Regions from separate parts of the Macaca mulatta genome. Here region 1 is linked to region 2. Evidence: chromatin contacts called from public Hi-C data. All regions are on one chromosome and are shown on one strand. The core of a region is the stretch at or near the end of the contact, and the rest is flanking DNA. Distances in the headings are between cores, read along the strand shown.

Evidence for each region. A called contact is a pair of places that touch in the nucleus more often than the background predicts.
Region 1: a Hi-C map of cortical neurons shows a contact between it and region 2, with 2.3 times the contacts expected there. The contact joins the promoter of C10H20orf204 here to the promoter of PRPF6 in region 2. A contact is called at or near these places in 2 of 14 Hi-C or Micro-C datasets (cortical neurons and liver).

What each region holds. Positions count from the first base shown.
Region 1 is chr10:116,920,867-116,927,614 of T2T-MMU8v2.0, reverse strand. It overlaps C10H20orf204 (chromosome 10 C20orf204 homolog), which reads right to left and starts at 2,684. Exons shown (of 4, transcript XM_028828561.2): 1 at 477-2,684. The coding sequence starts at 479. PRPF6 (pre-mRNA processing factor 6) reads right to left here. Exons shown (of 22, transcript XM_077952201.1): 22 at 5,742-6,014. The coding sequence ends at 5,862.
Region 2 is chr10:116,863,761-116,869,724 of T2T-MMU8v2.0, reverse strand. It overlaps PRPF6 (pre-mRNA processing factor 6), which reads right to left and starts at 1,910. Exons shown (of 22, transcript XM_077952201.1): 1 at 1,726-1,910. SAMD10 (sterile alpha motif domain containing 10) reads left to right here and starts at 3,996. Exons shown (of 5, transcript XM_077952215.1): 1 at 3,996-4,514. The coding sequence starts at 4,060.

The sequences.
Region 1 (6,748 bases), core at 1,435-3,934, 57 kb before region 2:
GTCAGAGGTCATAGCGAAAACCAGAGCCTGACTCCTAAGCAGGCCAGCTGGAGCTGCAAGGATGTCCAGCACCTGCTGTGTCCTACCCAGGTGGACAGGAGGATACTGTGCTCCTGGGGAGGGAAGGGAGGAAGGCGGGGTGGGGGTCGGGGGAGACTGAGAGAGGAGCAGACCGGCGAACTTGGGTAGGGGCAGGCTGCCCTGGGAGTCCCACCTGGCCTGTTAGTACCACTTCCTGGCTCAAGCCTCAGCCCAGCTTAGAACAGGGTGGCCCGGCACCCGGGAGCCCCCCTCGCCCAACTACCAGAAGCCAGGGCACATGCACCCACTGCCACCCACAGTGACACAGTGACCAGAGCCAACCGGAGATTTCCCGGTGGGACTCAGGGGAACAAGCAGTGTCTCCTGAGCTGTGTGTACCCCCAGCCCCTCCACCCAAGTGAGCCCCTCCCTAGAGGAGGCCCACAGCTGCTCACCATGGGCCTTTCAGCGTCTTGCCCTCCCTCACTCCCGCCAGCAGGCCACACACATGATCCTGGGGTCCTCGGACGGGGTGTGCACCACCGCACCAGGTCCACCACCAGCCAACGGCTTCCCTGGACAGGCTGCCTGGAGGACTGCAGAGGGGCAGGCCAGGCGGAGGCTTTTGAAGTTGGCTCCTCCAAGCTGAGGGAGGGAGCAGGAGAGGGAAGGAGGCCACGCAATCCCAGCCCTGCCCCCTCCTCCCCACTCCCTATCACTTCAATTAACCTGGCCCTGGAACTGAGTAGCCACCTCTCCCAGGGGATCCAGGGCTAATGTGGGTCTTGGATTAACTTGTCAGTCCCAGAGATACTGTTCTGTCAAGGAGGGGCGGGGCGCTGTGTGGGCTGGGCGGTGCAGGGCCCAGCTGGTGGGGGAGGGGAGCCAGGTGAGACTGGGGCCAACTCTGTGGCCGGCAAGTGCTGCCTCTCCCAGGGAGCTGGCTGATGGGCAGAGCTGGCAGGAGGCCCTCATGCCCGCCCCAGCTGCTGGACCTGCAGCCTGACATCCAGGGGGCCCTGCCCCAGCAGGTCCCAAGACGTGGGGCTTCCCGGGCCCCCGCTGCTGGCCCGGCCTCACTCCTCCTGGGCTGAGGGGTCTCGCTGGGGCTGTGACTCTGCGTAAAGACACCGGGAGCTGGCGGGTCCCCATCCTTGGCTGCTGTCACTTCTGCTGCCGTCTGGGGCAGGCGCTCTGGTTTGCAGCCTGACAGGCCGTGGTGAAGACACCTCGGAACAAGAGCAGCCTCCGAGGCGCAGCTCGCCTTCGTGGGCTGAACACGAGGCGCAGCTCGCCTTCGTGGGCTGAACAAATCTCCGTTGGAACAAGAGCAGCCTCCGAGGCGCAGCTCGCCTTCGTGGGCTGAACACGAGGCGCAGCTCGCCTTCGTGGGCTGAACAAATCTCCGTTGGAACAAGAGCAGCCTCCGAGGCGCAGCTCGCCTTCGTGGGCTGAACACGAGGCGCAGCTTGCCTTCGTGGGCTGAACAAATCTCCATTGGAACAAGAGCAACCTCCGAGGCGCAGCTCGCCTTCGTGGGCTGAACAAATCTCCGTTGGAACAAGAGCAGCCTCCGAGGCGCAGCTCGCCTTCGTGGGCTGAACAAATCTCCGTTGGAACAAGAGCGACCTCCAAGGCGCAGCTCGCCTTCGTGGGCTGAAAAATCTCCGTTGGAACAAGAGCAGCCTCCGAGGCGCAGCTCGCCTTCGTGGGCTGAACACGAGGCGCAGCTCGCCTTCGTGGGCTGAACAAATCTCCGTTGGAACAAGAGCAGCCTCCGAGGCGCAGCTCGCCTTCGTGGGCTGAACAAATCTCCGTTGGAACAAGAGCGACCTCCGAGGCGCAGCTCGCCTTCGTGGGCTGAAAAATCTCCGTTGGAACAAGAGCAGCCTCCGAGGCGCAGCTCACCTTCGTGGGCTGAACAAATCTCCGTTGGAACAAGAGCAGCCTCCGAGGCGCAGCTCGCCTTCGTGGGCTGAACAAATCTCCGTTGGAACAAGAGCAGCCTCCGAGGCGCAGCTCACCTTTGTGGGCTGAACACGAGGCGCAGCTCGCCTTCGTGGGCTGAAAAATCTCCGCTGGAGACAGGTTAAGGTAGTTTCCCAGGGGGAAAAGTCAGTGATTCACACAACAGTCAAGAACAGACCACACAGGTGACAGGAGTCCCCTAGGATTGTAACACTACATCTTTACGTTTTTGCTTTTTCTGTGTTTGGATGTGATTAAATGCTGTGACAGGCTGTGCGGGTCTGCAGCCCAGGAGCCCCAGGCTCTGGCACACAGCCTGGGGGTGCAGGAGGCCTTGCCTGCCAGCCTTGGGTAAATGCACTCTAATATCTGCAAGACAACATCACCTAAGGAGGTGTTTCTCAGAATGTGTCCCCACCGTTAAGTGACGCACAACTGTAGCTTGGCCTCAAAGCATCTGAGAAAACCCCACACAGGCAAGAAAGAGGAGACACACATGGACAACGCAAGTGCTCTGGAACTTTCCAGGGGCCCTGCAGGAAGCCTCCCCTGAACACGGCCTGATACATTCTTTTCTGTGTGACCCCTCAATGCCCACCCAGCTGAGGTCAGAGAAGTGCTTCCTTCCTAGGCCTGTTTCCACATCTATACGGGGCCAGGCTGGCTTTTCAAAATTCCTAAGCCTCAATTTCCACATCTGTACAGGACCGAGATGGTTTTACAAACTTCCTCGGCCTCGGTGTCCACATCTGTACAGGACCGGGATGACTTTACAAACTTCCTCGGCCTCGGTGTCCACGTCTGTACAGGACCGGGCTGGTTTTACAAACTTCCTCGGCCTCGGTGTCCACGTCTGTACAGGACCGGGCTGGTTTTACAAACTTCCTCGGCCTCGGTGTCCACGTCTGTACAGGACCGGGCTGGTTTTACAAACATCCTCGGCCTCGGTGTCCACGTCTGTACAGGACCGGGCTGGTTTTACAAACATCCTCGGCCTCGGTGTCCACGTCTGTACAGGACCGGGATGACTTTACAAACTTCCTCGGCCTCGGTGTCCACGTCTGTACAGGACCGGGCTGACTTTACAAACTTCCTCGGCCTCGGTGTCCACGTCTGTACAGGACCGGGATGACTTTACAAACTTCCTCGGCCTCGGTGTCCACGTCTGTACAGGACCGGGATGACTTTACAAACTTCCTCGGCCTCGGTGTCCACGTCTGTACAGGACCGGGCTGGTTTTACAAACTTCCTCGGCCTCGGTGTCCACATCTGTACAGGACCGGGCTGGTTTTACAAACATCCTCGGCCTCGGTGTCCACGTCTGTACAGGACCGGGCTGGTTTTACAAACATCCTCGGCCTCGGTGTCCACGTCTGTACAGGACCGGGATGACTTTACAAACTTCCTCGGCCTCGGTGTCCACGTCTGTACAGGACCGGGCTGACTTTACAAACTTCCTCGGCCTCGGTGTCCACGTCTGTACAGGACCGGGATGACTTTACAAACTTCCTCGGCCTCGGTGTCCACGTCTGTACAGGACCGGGCTGGTTTTACAAACTTCCTCGGCCTCGGTGTCCACGTCTGTACAGGACCGGGGTGACTTTACAAACTTCCTCGGCCTCGGTGTCCACGTCTGTACAGGACCGGGCTGACTTTACAAACTTCCTCGGCCTCGGTGTCCACGTCTGTACAGGACCGGGCTGACTTTACAAACTTCCTCGGCCTCGGTGTCCACGTCTGTACAGGACCGGGCTGACTTTACAAACTCCAAAAGGCTGCAGCTCTCTCTTCGTCTTCAGAGTAAATGTTGAAGGCTCCCTCATGCTTCCATGTCTCCATGAAAGATCAAAGGAAACTCCTCCACAAGTCTGAATGAAAACACTCATGAAGCTCCAGCAGCTGCTCCTCAGGACGGGGCGAGAGGAAGGACTTCCAGATTTCAACGATTTGAGCTGGACCCCAGGTTGCCTGCCCAGCAGAGACCAGCAGTTCCTGACCCCACACGGGTGGCAGGTCCCTTGCCCTGGACTGGCCATGTCCTCGAGGTCCCCAGAACCACAGGGAAGGGGGAGCCATACCCACATTCTGGTCTACCAGGACCACCCCATGTGCAGACAGGGATCCCCCACCCCAGCCATTCTCACTCGTCAGGAGCAGGCAGACCACAAGGCCTAGCACAGGCCCCCACGTGCAGGAGGGCAGAGCTGTGGGTCAGTGACTGACCACCACCACAGGCCCTGCCACTGGTACCACAAAACAGGTTGGGACCCTCCGGGACTCCCCTCTCACAAGGAACGTCCAGGGACAGCTGCTCTCCAGCAGCCTTCTTGGCCCACGTGACAGTGCCCTCCTCCTCCCCTGCAGGGCTTAACAGCTGTCCACCCACACCCTCTGGGCCAGCCACCAGCTCCAGCCAGATGTCTCCAGCCCTGGCCTACACAAGAGCCAGCTGGCTCCCAGCCGGATACACACACACGATCCCAGGCCTGACGACGTCCTTTATCCTTATGCAGCTAAGGTTGAAAAGCAGCCAACTCTCCCAGGTAATGCAACGTTCAACCTAGAGATGAGAACCATTACAGTGCTTTAAGGTTAAATTAGCAAAAATAAACTCACGGCCGGGTGCGGTGGCTCACGCCTGTAATCCCAGCACTTTGGGAGGCCGAGGCAGACGGATCACCTGAGGTCAGGAGTTTGGGAGCGGGCGCCTGTAGTACCAGCTACTCGGGAGGCTGAGACAGGAGAACTGCTTGAACCCAGGAGGCAGAGGTTGCAGTGAACCGAGATCGTGCCACTGCACTCCAGCCTGGGCAACAAAGCGAGACTCTGTCTCAAAAATAAATAAATAAATAAATAAACTCACCTCCAAAGGTAAGAACGCCTCTTACTGGTGACACTGTCACTCGACACATGCCTGAGGGGCCTGGGAGGCTGTATGGAGAGGCCCTGGGCAGAGCTGAGTTCTGTTTGCACTCAGACTCCAGGGAGGCCCCAGCTGTCCCCTGACCAAGACCCTTGCAGGCGGCTGCCAGGCTCCTGCGAGCACCTTGGTCCTGCAGGCAGCTCGGTCCCCACTATCTCCAGCTGTCCCCACACAGGGCTTTCGGCCAGAACATCTGCACTCCCACCACCTTCTCTACAGTCTGGGGGAACCCGGGCACCTCCACAGTGCCGCCTCTGTGAGACACTGGCTATCTTGGGGAACCCGGGCACCTCCACAGTGCCTCCTCTGTGAGACACTGGCTATCTGGGGGAACCCGGGCACCTCCACAGTGCCTCCTCTGTGAGACACTGGCTATCTGGGGGAACCCGGGCACCTCCACAGTGCCTCCTCTGTGAGACACTGGCTATCTGGGGGAACCCGGGCACCGCCACAGTGCCGCCTCTGTGAGACACTGGCTATCTGGGGGAACCCGGGCACCGCCACAGTGCCTCCTCTGTGAGACACTGGCTATCTGGGGGAACCCGGGCACCGCCACAGTGCCTCCTCTGTGAGACACTGGCTATCTGGGGGAACCCGGGCACCGCCACAGTGCCTCCTCTGTGAGACACTGGCTATCTGCAAGAGGCTTCTGCCCAGGCAAGGGTGATCACAGCCAGGACAGTGTGGGACAGGCCAGGACAGCGTGGGACACGCCAGGACAGCGTGGGACACGCCAGGACAGTGTGGGACACACCAGGACAGGCCAGACTGGGGCAGCAGAAGCAGGAGCCAGGGAAGGCCCCAGAGAAAACCAGCAGGCTGCCTGCTCTGACACGAGACATAAAAACTTTTAATGAAGGAGGACACGGCTCAGGGCCCTTCCACAGGCCCTCCCACGTGCGGCCCAACCCTGCCCCACGGAGACCGGCCACGGCGAGCGACCGGTCCATCAGAAGGTGTTCTTGATGCGGCCGGCCACCAGCCTAAGGATGTCCCCGATCTTCTTCTGCCAGTTGGCGATGTCCTTGGACACGGCACACCACAGCTCCCCATGCCGCGGCTCTGCGCTCTCGCAGCGCTTCCGCACCTCCTCCTGCTGCTCCTGGGGGGACCACAGGGCACTTCAGGCAGGGGTCCTCCCACGCTACTCCCCAGACCTCGCCTGCTTCTCGCCTGCCCCCATGCAGACCTGGCTCTGGCAGGACCGACCCCAACTGGCGGGCGAGGGGGCACAGGCCCTGCAGCAGAAGGCAAGGCTCTTTCAGGTGTGTTCCTCAAAGGAGCCTGAGGAGCACGGACCCCCCAGCCTCAGCGCACAGATGAGGAGCTGAGCCAGGCTCCCCATGTCTGTGCCTCACACAAGTGGTCACATCTGCCTTCTCCAAACAAGGAGTTAGGGTTCATGTGGGCTGGCAACACTTTCCAGGGAAGACCAGGACAGCCTGACCGCCTCCAGCACAGCTCTGGGGGGCAGGTGGGAGCGGAGGGGCTGCTGTCCAGGCTCTCCTAGAAAGCCATACCCAGGCTCAGGCCCAAGAAAAAGGCCAACTCCATTCCCATTCCTCAAGTGAGCCCAGGCCCCAGCCAGCAAGTAACTCATTAAAATACGCCAGCAGACAGGCCACTCTGAGGAACTGGGCACCTCAGTTCCAGGGTGTGGAGCTGTGAGGCTATAAGCAGAAAACGGATGTGGAGGCAGAGACTGCCTTGGGGGGGGGCGTCGAGGATGCTGTGCCCCACCCACCCGGTCCATCCTCCCACCGCCGGGCAGAGTCACGCGGGCCGTGGCCACCTCCTAGAGCCCCCGGGGCTGGCAGAACTCCCCACCACGGTCCC
Region 2 (5,964 bases), core at 661-3,160:
CGGGAGACCCCCAGGACACCCGGTATCTGAACAACTCTGTTCCTGTGCTCTTCTCCACCCCTGGTCATCACTTACTAACACCTCTTTTTCTAACACCTCTGGGAAACCTCCAAAGATCCTGGTGACAATGATCTGCAGTCTCAAACGCTACCGATCTTCTCTGCTTACCTGAAGGTTTTAGCCTATCCTGACGATGTTACCAAGGCAATCTCTCTCCACCCTAAGGTTTCCATCATCTCCCCCTCCACATCCAACTAGGCCCTTAAACCCAAGTTGGCCCAAACTGAGGTCCTCTTCTGTACCCACCTTATAGCTGCTCTGGGGTGTTTCAGCTGATAACAGCACTGCTGTCCCAGATGACATAATCTTTGCCTCCCTCTCCCACTTTCCCCATCCTGTCTGTCCCCAAGTACTAATGAATCCACCTTCAAAATCCCTCCTTCCCAGACTATGACTCGCATCACAGCTGGAAACCAAGGTAGCTCTCCCTGCCTTTAGCCTTCTTCTACTTCAACCCATGCTCTGCCAGATGATTCTTTCCAAAACACAGCTCTGACTAAAAAATTCTGGGCCGGGCGCAGGGGCTCATGCCTGTAATTCCAACACTTTGGGAGACTGAGGCAGGTGGATCATGAGGTCAGGAGTTCAAGACCCCCCTGGCCAACATGGTGAAACCCTGTCTCTACTGAAAATATAAAAATTAGCCAGGTGTGGTGGTGGGCACCTATAATCCCAGCTACTCAGGAGGCTGAGGCAGAAAACTGCTTGAACCGGGGAGGCAGAGGTTGCAGTGAGCTGAGATCACGCCATCGCACTCCATACAGAGCAAGACTCCGTCTCAAAAAATAATAATAATTCTGAAGGGTCATGGTCTTTCTAATACATCCAGGAGCTGCAGCCTGACGCTCAAAGCCTCTCCAACTTCCTGAGCTCTTTTCTATTGGTTGCACATTCCACTCACACTGGACTCCCTCCTGTTCTCTGGGCTTCCTCCTTACCTCACTTTTTTCCGAACTCCTGCACACAGAATGTCAGTTTCTCTTTTATCGCTACCACGTTTCTGCAGCCCTAAGTCCAGCTCTCCTACTAAACTTGACTCCAATGCTACTCTCCATTAAGCATTGGGTTCTAAATCTGGTCTTCTTTACGTGCTTATTTATGCTAATACCAAACCCTCCTTAGTGAGCTTCTGGTCCTCTGATGATGCTGTCACTATCGGAGCTTTGTGTGTGCCCCACAGATTCTAATATAATACCACCACCAAGAAAAACCCAGTAGTTTTCCTCATCAAATGAATAGCCAAATAGGGTAACAACGACTGCTCACTTATCCAGCAACGTATGGTGGTCATCTGTGTTGCAGGCAAGGAGGACCCAGGCACGCTTAAGGCGGGGCGGGGCGGGGGGTGTGTCAGCCTGACCTGGGGAAGGTGGTCGCGTGTTTCCACTACACATCAGATTCCTCTACACCTCACTGCAGACTGCATACATCATTCCCCATCTTACAGACCAAAACACTGGGCTGAGAGCCAACATGTCCCATCTAGGCGGCAGGCAGGGTGCACACACTTATGTCCTGACCCCAAAGCCCGTTGCTTCCTGCAGGGATTAAGCCGATCCACCAAGCGTCTTTTAGACAGCGCGGCCACAGACCCCCGCCCCCAAACACGCGCACTGCGCTCCGCTAGCCGGGTCCCCGCCCCTGGCGCGCCGCTCCAGGCCTCACCCCCGGCCCAGCCCCGGCACGTAGCCGAGCGGAGCGGGCATCCCCAGGAACGGCTTCTTCTTCTTGTTCATGGCGGCGGCGACGACCAAGGCTAGGAAGCAACGGAATGAGGCAGCGGAAGAGGGGAAGCAGCAGAGACTCCAGGCTTCGACGTCCGAGGCGCTCCGCAGGAAGGTGTCGCGAACGTCGCGTCACCCGCGCCCCGGAAGCAGAGCCCTCAGTCCGCACACGCCCCGCCCACTTTTTTACTCCCCGGGCGGAAGCCCCGACGTGCCGGTTCGACGACTTCCGGCCGCGGCTAAGGGGAGGGGACGTGGCAGGCGCGTGCGCGGGAGCGCCTCCTCGTGGCGAGGCGGGGAGAGCCAGGCCGAGCCTGCACTGGGACCCTAACAGGCCCCGGGGGGCCAAAAATAGCCTGAGGCATCGCTCCTTCCCGAGTGCTCTCATGCATTCCCGAGGAGACCTGTCTGTGCCAATAGGACCCGTGGTCCCCTCCCTCTGAACCAGCCCAGCTGCCCGCCCTCGCCCCGGGTGGGCCCTGATCACTTCCAAGCAGAGCTGTACCCTGTCCAGTTGTGCAGAGCTTGTGTGTACTGGTTATGGGCACACCTGTCCGTGTGCGTCCTGGGCGCACACTGCTGCCCTAAGCTTTCAGCACTCATATTCTTTTTTGTTGTTGTTGTTGTTGTTGTTGAGACGGTGTCTCGCTCTGTTGCCCAGGCTGGAGTGCAGTGGCGCAATCTCGGCTCACTGCAAGCTCCGCCTCCCGGGTTCACGCCATTCTCCAGCCTCAGCCTCCGGAGTAGCTGGGACTACAGGCGCCCGTCACCACACCCGGGTAATTTTTTGTGTTTTTAGTAGAGACGGGGTTTCACCATTCACAGGATGGTCTCGATCTCCTGACCTCGTGATCCGCCTGCCTCGACCTCCCAAAGTGCTGGGATTACAGGCCTGAGCCACCGCGCCTGGCCTAGCACTCATATTCTTGAACCTCCATTCATGCATCTGTCCCTCCAGTGGGACTAGAGACCCCACCCACGCCCACCAACATGCCTTGGACATTCTGGTGAGAGCCACATCCTCAGCTCCTGGAGAGCTAATTGAAATAAACAACCGTAGTTGACCTGTAGGGAACACGTCAGCACATGAACACGGCTGTCAAGCATGTGAGTGAATTCTATGTGTGCGATTAGTGGTGTATGATTAGTGTGTGTGATTAGTGGGGTGTGTGATTAGTGTGTGTATGATTAGTGTGTGTGATTAGTGTGTGTGACTAGTGTGTGCGATTAGTGTGTGTATGATTAGTGTGTGCGATTAGTGTGTGTGATTAGTGTGTATGATTAGTGTGTGTGATTAGTGGTGTATGATTAGTGTGTGTGATTAGTGTGTGTGATTAGTGTGTGTGATTAGTGGTGTATGATTAGTGTGTGTGATTAGTGTGTATGATTAGTGTGTGTGATTAGTGTGTGTGATTAGTGGTGTATGATTAGTGTGTGTGATTAGTGGTGTATGATTAGTGTGTGTGATTAGTGTGTGTGATTAGTGTGTATGATTAGTGTGTGTGATTAGCAGTGTATGATTAGTGTGTGTGATTAGTGTGTGTGATTAGTGGTGTATGATTAGTGTGTGTGATTAGTGTGTGTGATTAGTGTGTATGATTAGTGTGTGTGATTAGCAGTGTATGATTAGTGTGTGTGATTAGTGTGTGTGATTAGTGGTGTATGATTAGTGTGTGTGATTAGTGGGGTGTGTGCACACCGAGGTCACGTGTGCTCGTGTTCTGGGTGCACGTGCATGACTGTACTCTGTGCATGCATTTCTACATGTCTGTGTGCATCTCTGCTCCTTCTGCTGTAAGACATCTTCCAGAGCCCCTACATACACCCAGGGAGAGCACCCAGGCTCCTGGGCAGAGCAAGCCGAATAGCTGGTTGCAAGCCTGGCCTGCCACTGCACCAGGCAACCACAGTTCCCCAGCCCAGCCCCATCCCAGCACTTCTCACTGGAGTCCTGGAGCAAACACACCGCTCCAGCCTGTTACAACCTCCTTGGAGTTCCTCTCTGCCCCATCTCCAGGCAAGCCCCTTTCAGTTACAGAGCACTGTACCGCCCCCTCTCCCCCGGGCACTGAGCCAGGTTCTGGGGCTGCAGGGGGAAGGGAGAACCACCCTGATGTTCACAGTGGGGTGGGCGGTAAGCAAGAGTCAAGCTGGTTTCTCCGGGGAAGCGGGAGCCCATTTGAGAGAGAGTAAAGAGGTAGGAGACCAGGGAAGTGTGTGGGAGGGGTTGATCTGCCCCTTGTCCTGGCTCTGGTGGGTAGAAGGCCCCCGTAAGATGCTCCTCAGCCCACCCCCACGCACAGAGGGGCCCGACCTCAGAGGACCCCCGGCAGGTGCACGGGGACTCTTCTCCGCGGAGTCGTGCCCAGGGGCGCACGGACGCCCCTCGCCCTGGCGGACAGCCTTGGCGCACGCAGGCCCGCGCGCCGCCGACACACCTCGGAGCTCCCGGAGCGCGCCCGGCACACAGGGCTCGGCGGCAGGTGCCTCGCCGCGCACACTCGCGGGCCGCGGGGACCGGCTCGGGCGCGGGGCCGGCTGGGGCGGGGCGGGGCGGCGGCGCGCGTTCCCCGCCGGCCACACCGGCCGCCCTGCACTCGGCGAGGGGCGTGTGCGCGGGCCTGGCACCCGCGGGCCCCATGTTCACCGAGCTGAGGTCCAAGCTGAGCCCCCCGCGTGGCCGCGCCGGGGCCGTGCGCGCGGGCTTCGGGGAGCGCCGGGATGTGGACGGTGAGCGGGGCTGGACCCGGGCGCGGGGATTTCGCGGGCGGGGGTCTCAGGGACCCAGAGGCACGGTGGGGGGGCGGGACCTGGCGGGTGTCGAGCGGCGGCGGCGGCGGCTGGGGGTATTCGGCGGATGTCTCGGCTTAACGGGGTTCCGTGGCCTTTGTCCTGCTTTCGGGGGCAGCCAGCCTCAGGCCTTGGGGGTCAGGGCGCCCTTGGCTTGGGGTGAGGGGGTGACAAGCCGGGGCGCCTGTGTTCAGGTTGGCACTACGCTCGGGTCACCTTTTCCTGCGCGCGGAGAAAACCCTCCGCAGCCTTTGCAGTGGGGCCGAGAGGGGGCCGAGGTCACATCCCGCCTCGGTGCCCCCGCCCCATTTCCTTCTGGAATCCTGACGTTGAGGCGGGAGGGACCGGACCGACAGACCGCGGGAAGGACGGAACTCCCTCCGGGAGTGCGGGCAGGAAATGGGCGGAGCCTGCTTGGCCTGGGCAGGTGCAGTGTGAGCGGAGGAGTCCGACGGGTTCCCCCGGCTGCCGCGCGCTTCTGCACCAGCCCCGCCGCTGCAGGCCCTGCAAAGCCCGGAGACCACGGTGCCTGTCCGCTGGAAGGCGCAGCCTTAGAATAAATCTTTTCCCACAGCAGTAGGGGCTACCTCGGGGCGGTGGCCCACTGACCACACCCTCTGCTGACCCTAGACCTCAAATCTGGAGTCACCAGGGGTCCTGTTCCTGAAAGTTGCAAGAATGGGGGAGGAAGGTGTTAAGTCTCTTAAGTCTTACAGGGGTGGGAGGACCGGGGAGTAGGATGTGGTTTTCCCCCAATAATCAGACCTCCTAGACACATCCTCAACCCCTGCCCTGGGTGTGGAGTGGGTGGCTGAGTCTGGAGCCGGGAGGGTCTGTCACTCTAGGGTGGATGGGGTGAGGGCCCTAGCATGGGAACCTCACCTGCCCTGCTGAAGTCCTGGGTGCTGTAAAGACAGGGGCAGGCCTTCTGTCTCCCCACAGGCTCTGTTCACTTGCAGACACCATACAGAGCCTTCATTCATTCATTCATTCACAATGAACGTGGGGTGCCCCTGTGTAACAGACGTGGATCAAGACACCTGCCTCCCGAGACTCAGGTCAGCAGAGATGATGATAAAGCTCAGATGAGATGCTTTAATGCAGTTACTGCAGGAAGAGGGAGCACAGAGCATCACCGTGGGTCCCCAAGCAATGGCTGCACCCCACATACCTGTGCTGACCTGCCCATATCCAGTGGGTACCCACCATTCATACGGCCGGTGTTTTCCCGGGCCTGCAGGCCCTGTGGGAGGCAGCACGGCTGGAGAGCCCAGCGCGTGTTTGCGGAGTGAGGCCTGCTTGTGGGTTGGCCCAGAGTTCAGGCTGTCAATGAGTCATAACCAGTAAGTCGGGCCCCAACGCCAGATAGGGCTGTGTGAACTGGGTTTCT